2 separate regions of the Salmo salar genome follow, and region 2 is linked to region 1. Evidence: chromatin contacts called from public Hi-C data. All regions are on one chromosome and are shown on one strand. Each heading gives the region's core, a stretch centred on a gene start, on an enhancer-like site or on the middle of the called end of the contact. The rest is flanking DNA. Distances are from core to core; before and after follow the strand shown.

Region 1 (3,089 bases), core at 411-2,910:
TCAGTGTAATGTCTACTGTTCATTTGTATTGTTAATTTCACTTTTGTTTATTATCTACTTAGTTTGCTTTGGCAATGTTAACATACGTTTCCCATGCCAATAAAGCCCTTGAATTGAATTGAGAGAACATATCAACAAGCTGTTCTCTTCCATAACTTGGATACACACACCACCTGGTGGTTAAAGCATCTCACACCTGAAATCAAAATACTGTATTTGTAAATGTCTCCATCATACTCTCTCTTGATGTGATCTGAATAATAACTCAAAATTGTATTTTCTCAATTTGGTCATAGATGAGGGTGGTTATTTTGTGGGGTTCCATTCTCCACAAGATTGCATACTTTGTGCCATATAAGAGGACAGACTGATATGAAAAAATAATATTTTCCCCAAGGCTGAAAAGAAAACTCCCATTAGTTTGTGAGGTCAAAAATAAGAAAGGAATGCACTAGTATATCGGAGATTAAATCTTACTGTATTGAAACGTTCTGTAATTAATAAAACTCACCACTAGAAGGTAGTATTGACTTCATATTGAAAACTTTTGTGCTGCGTTCATGCAGGACAGGTTCAGACTATCCACTAGGTTCAGGCCGCCCTTCTCTGGTTCAGTTCATTTTTGGTCTATGCATAGATCACTAAGCAGACGCATGAATCGTAACCTTTAAGAGTACATCGGTGGATACCTTCATTTGCTTCCATTGCTTATTGTTCATCTGCAACGTTACCACAGGATTGTGATCAATTGACGAAATACGAGTACTGTAAATAGTTTTCATAATAACTGGTCCAAGAGCAGCTAGATGTTGGCTTACATATGAGACATGAGACAGGGGGCGTTGATCCTAAATTAGTTTTAGGGAAAACAGTCAATCAATCTACTAACTACATTACAGCATAGCTTCCACTCAAATATTTTGTATAACTAACCCTTCTTGTTATAACCACAGATTATCTATTATATTGATCAGATAGATACTCAAGTGACCGCTCTAACGATGGAAATAAATGTCTTAAAAAATGTAAGGCAGTCGGAGGCAAGATCTGGTGGGACCATTCTAGCCAATTAGAGGCCTTTTCGAGTGTGAACAACAGGCACAAGTCCAATATAAAGTAGCTTTTTCAAAGTTGCCGGGATGTCACGTGTCCTACTTATATCAGTACAAACGTAACAAGGCATTCTATTGAACTAATAAGCCATCATTGTTTTTGTTAACCAAATTCGACACGCTCATTGACCTCTATACAAAAACTCATCGCTTTGTGAGCGGAAAAAAAACCGCCACCTGCTGGAGCAGACAGATTTTGGGCCCAGTATACTCGGTCGCTTCACCTCTTCCTCTATCTTATATTCAATTCAAATGGGCTTTATTGCCATGGGAAACATGTGTTAACATTGCCAAAGCAAGTGAAATAAACTAAAGTAATGACACCAACAACAACAAAAAACATCAACAAAAAACAATTATTATTGAACATTTTTAACTAACGATCCTTCTATCTGTGTTCCGCGCATTGAGCTTTAATAAGAACGGTTCCACTTTCAGAAAACGTGGCGTTCTGATATAACACGTGCGAAGCAACCAATTGACGCTGAGCTAAACGGTCACTCTCTGACCAATGGGGGAAGAGAGAAGACGAAAGTGGTTACGTAGTAGTGCTTTGGATCCGTCCGCTCCACATTTCTTCCTGTTGTTGACAGGACTCCAACTTGGAAGACTCAATGCGTGTCTGTTACATCGTAAAATGAAGACATTTTAGGATTTATCTTAATTCAATTTGTTATTTTTGGTATTATTATGGACTAGCTTGGAATCATGGTTGTGAATTCAGTGCATTGGTTTCGTAAGGGATTGCGGTTACACGATAATCCGGCTTTACAGGAAGCTCTAAATGGCGCGGACACTGTGCGATGTGTTTATATATTGGATCCGTGGTTTGCTGGTTCCGCCAACGTCGGCATCAACAGATGGAGGTTAGTGTCAATGCACATATTACTAAAACGACTAAGTATAACTTTATGAAATAATAGCTGTATAAAGTACAGCGGTCTAAGGCACTGCATCTCAGTGCAAGAGGCGTCACTACAGTCCCTGGTTCGATTCCAGACTGTCTCACATCCGGCCGTGATTGGGAGTCCCATTGGGCGGTGCACAGTTGTCCAGATTTAGCCGGGGTAGGCGGTCATTGTAAATAAGAATGTGTGGAAGTAAACACACTGACTCTAACTAGCTAGTTTTTAGCTAGTGGAAAAGCGAAGTACATCTGCATCAAGTACTGAAAATGCTGGCAAGACATCGGGCATAGTCTTGCTCCGCATCACAAAAATAATCACGATACAAATTAGCAACTTCTTCAGTAGTTTACTACTTGTACTGCAAAACGCACAAATTGAAGAAGAAAAAAATCCAACACTGCCACGCACCGCAACCTAGTCCAGCAGATGAGTTGCAGCGCGCATAAGAACAATCTAAAGGCCCGAACTAGAGTCCAGCCAATGACTTAAGTAGTTTAACATGTTATTCCTCCAACCTCGTGGAAGTGACAAACTGACACATTTTCATGTTTTTTCTTCAAAAACAACTTTATATTGAAGGTGTCCTTTTTGATTTCAAATCAAATGTTATTGGTCACATACACATGGTTGTGAAATGCTTGTGCTTTTGATGATCGTTAGACCCGACGACGTGTTCCTACGCGTGAGTTTATTTAGCCAACATCGTCTACAAGTGTGATCGGGGATTTCTGCTGGAGAAGCGGTTTTAGCCTGTCTTCGTACTGTCTTTGACTGGATGGAGAACATAGGGAGGGTTTCACAGCACGAAAGTTTTAGAGCCTAGTCTCTAGTCAGAAATCGCATTTATTTTGGGAGATGGCAAAATATGACCTTCATTCAAGACAGGAGAAACGCATTATTTCAGTTGGTAATACATTGATAAACAAAGGGAAAACAATCATACAATTAATATGTACGACTTGGTGGGAGCCTTTGCGCACTTTTGGATAAAGACACAGCTACCAACACAAACACATGAAGTCCATGTGGTAGCTAGTAGTCAGTCTCGCCATTTGAGACGTTGAAGAGT
Region 2 (3,089 bases), core at 298-2,797, 200 kb before region 1:
AAACGCAGCAGGTAAGTGCAGGCTCATCTTGACGTTTATTTATTTTCAAAATGAATACCAAAATAACAAAACACTAGAATGAACAACAACAACAACAACAACAACAACAACAACAACAACAACAACAACAACAACAACAACAACAACAACAACAACAACAACAAACAACAGACAGTCTTGCAAAGCATAAGGCTCAACACAGAACAATCACCCACAAATAACAAACACAAACACACCCTAATATATGGGACTCTCAATCAAAGGCAGATAGACAACACCTGCCTTCAACTGAGAGTCCCAACCCCAATAAACCAAACATAGAAACAGACATACTAGACTAAACATAGAATACCTGAAAACCAAACAGTGCCCAAAAACCCCAGAATACTTAAACCAAATGCCCCTTCAACAAAACACACCACCCCGAACCACATAAAACGAATACCCTCTGCCACGTCCTGACCAAACTACAATACTAATTAACCTTTATACTGGCCAGGACGTGACAACCCAATTCTGATATATTGCCCAATTATTAACAAAATAGCTGATCTGATTGGCCAAAATACCAATTAGTTGGAAAAAGAATTAGGGTGCCTTTGTAAACGCAGCCATGGGGTTACAGAGGTCTAGGCCTACCTTAGGGTGGCTTCCACTGGGAAGTGGAAAGTCATAAGTCCGACATGAATGTGTTGAGGTGCCTTGGAACAATTCATCTTGCTAAAATTGCTAATAATAAAGTTAGCTAGTTTGCTTAACATTGAAATATGGTCAAATAAATTAACTACATTCTCCATATTGATAAGGTTATAATTGTCAAACATGTATTTGTTGTCATCTTTTGGTTTAAAAGGTTAAAGGTCAGTGGTGAAACGTAGTGCTTTCAAGACAACTAGGGAACTCTGGAAAAAAATGTGGTCAAATCATGACGTCAGTGATTTTCAGGTCTGAAAGTCAGAGCTCTAAGAAAGTGTTGGAAAGGTGGCATCCTATGACGATGCCACGTTGAAAGTCACTGCACTCTTCAGTACAGGCCATTCTACTGCCAGTGTTTACCTATGGAGAGTGCATGGCTGTGTGCTCGATTTTATACACCTGTCAGCAGTGGGTGTGGCTGAAATAACCAAATCCACTAATTTGAAGGGGTGTCCACATACTTTTGGTGATATAGTGTATAGGCCAGTAGGCATTTTGCCTTTTGTGCTTGAGAGGAGTATTGCTATATAAAATTTGGCCAAGTAAGCCTACGTTAACATTCGTTTTTCAAGTATTTAACAACTATCAATTTTCGCCATTTCTTAATTGTGTAAATAACCTACATCTCTGGATCTAGTCTTCTCTATCACCTTCACTGTAAATAGATACCACCTATATTGCACCTCATACGATTCCTCATTTATTTTTATTTATTTGTCTTTTCTATAGTCAGTCACCTAAAAGTGCCTAAAGCTGAACCAATATGCTGCTGCGGCTCCTCATTGAATCATTTGACTCGATGCTATCCCCTTCCGACTGAAAATCACCATTACAGCAGGTTACAGAAGAATTCCGTAAACATCCCAAGCGTCACTTCCGGTTACATTTTTGACAGCAAAACACTGCACATTTTAGCTAAACGAAACTCTGATCCTCGTTATATGTTTATTTTAACACATTTTGTGTTTCATGCTCCACATTTATTAGCCAATTTTACTTGTGTGGCGGAATTGACAGTGTTCAGAAAGAGATCAGTCTTCTGCTTCCAGTAAAAGATGAAAGTGAGTATATGGGGGGATTTTGTTTTTGTTGTAATCGTACCGTTAGCTACGCTTTTGAAATGCACGTCTTTGGTAGCAATCTCACATTTTCGCATTCAAGAAAAAGAAAATGTGTTTTTATTGCAATTGTATGACAGACGTTTCAGGTAGTGTACAATGCTGGTGTCATACAGGAAAATGAACACCGTGAACATCACTCGAGTTCCTCCCCCTTAATAGCCAGCCCACTGTGATGCTCTTTCAGTGAAAACAAGTTATTGTTTGTTTGCTACGTATGTAGCGACCTCACCTGCTGCAGAACATGTTGCTGATTACTTTGTGTTCGTGTGTTACAGACACGTGATACACAGCAGCCACTTTGACATGATACTGTAACAGTATTGCTGCTGTCTCTATTGTCGGGCCAATTATGAGTGTGTCAATGTAATAGGATTATGATCACAGTTTATATTCTATGATTCTCAATTCTCTAGATCAAACATAACGTTTTCATTTTAAGCTTTAAATTTTTTTTACTTTCTTTATTCTCAATGTATTTATTTGATCCCTGCACAATTGATCAACATAGGCATACTACATGAGATTATTATTATGTTATCATGAATGATGTCCTCATTTAAACTACGAAATGCAACTACCTATATGAGATATAATAGCCCAATATGATATTATTTATTCAGTTAGGCCTATGTGGATGCAGTTCTCACACTGACTTGTCATGTAGGTTCCTGATGAAAATGAGGTGGTGGAGGAAGCCAGTAGCAGTTCAACATCAGTAGACAACTCCAACAACGAGGAGATTCCTCCTTATCTACGTGAAGAACCTCCTGAAGGTACGATCATGCTCTCTAATCAATCAGATATATCGGAATTTCGATTCAAACTAACTACTGAAAAGGGCTTTAACATTGAAACATGTCTTTTTTTGTGTTTGTGTCTGATGAGTCCATTGCAATGAACATTAATCAACATGGGATATAATTTATATCCAACGTTCTTTGATGTGGATGTCTTGGTTTCCTTGCACCATGCTCTTATAGAAATATAGATTACATAAATTTAATGTCCACTCAGAAACCACTGTAACAGCAGTTTGTATTTGCTCTGAGAGGGCGTGCATCCGTCGTTCAGAAATAGTCAAGTCATTCGCCTCATGATCGTGTCTGATGATGCAGTATATCTCATGATGCAGTACAGCCTAACGACCTGCAGAGGGGCATATTGGCCAACAGAAGGTTTTGATCATCATTTAACATGCAACAACATAGAAACAGTAGGTGGTAGTGAAGCCATATCCCAAGACCTAGGCTCTATCTGTGATTTGCCGTGCTT

What was found. A called contact is a pair of places that touch in the nucleus more often than the background predicts.
Region 2: a Hi-C map of muscle shows a contact between it and region 1, with 6 times the contacts expected there. The contact joins the promoter of LOC106561613 here to the promoter of LOC106561609 in region 1. A contact is called at or near these places in 2 of 3 Hi-C or Micro-C datasets (gill and muscle).

Annotation. Positions count from the first base shown.
Region 1 is chrssa10:114,332,859-114,335,947 of Ssal_v3.1, reverse strand. It overlaps LOC106561609 (cryptochrome-2-like), which reads left to right and starts at 1,660. Exons shown (of 11, transcript XM_014125728.2): 1 at 1,660-1,978. The coding sequence starts at 1,821.
Region 2 is chrssa10:114,531,464-114,534,552 of Ssal_v3.1, reverse strand. LOC106561613 (transmembrane protein 263) reads left to right here and starts at 1,547. Exons shown (of 3, transcript XM_014125733.2): 1 at 1,547-1,757; 2 at 2,482-2,590. The coding sequence starts at 1,752.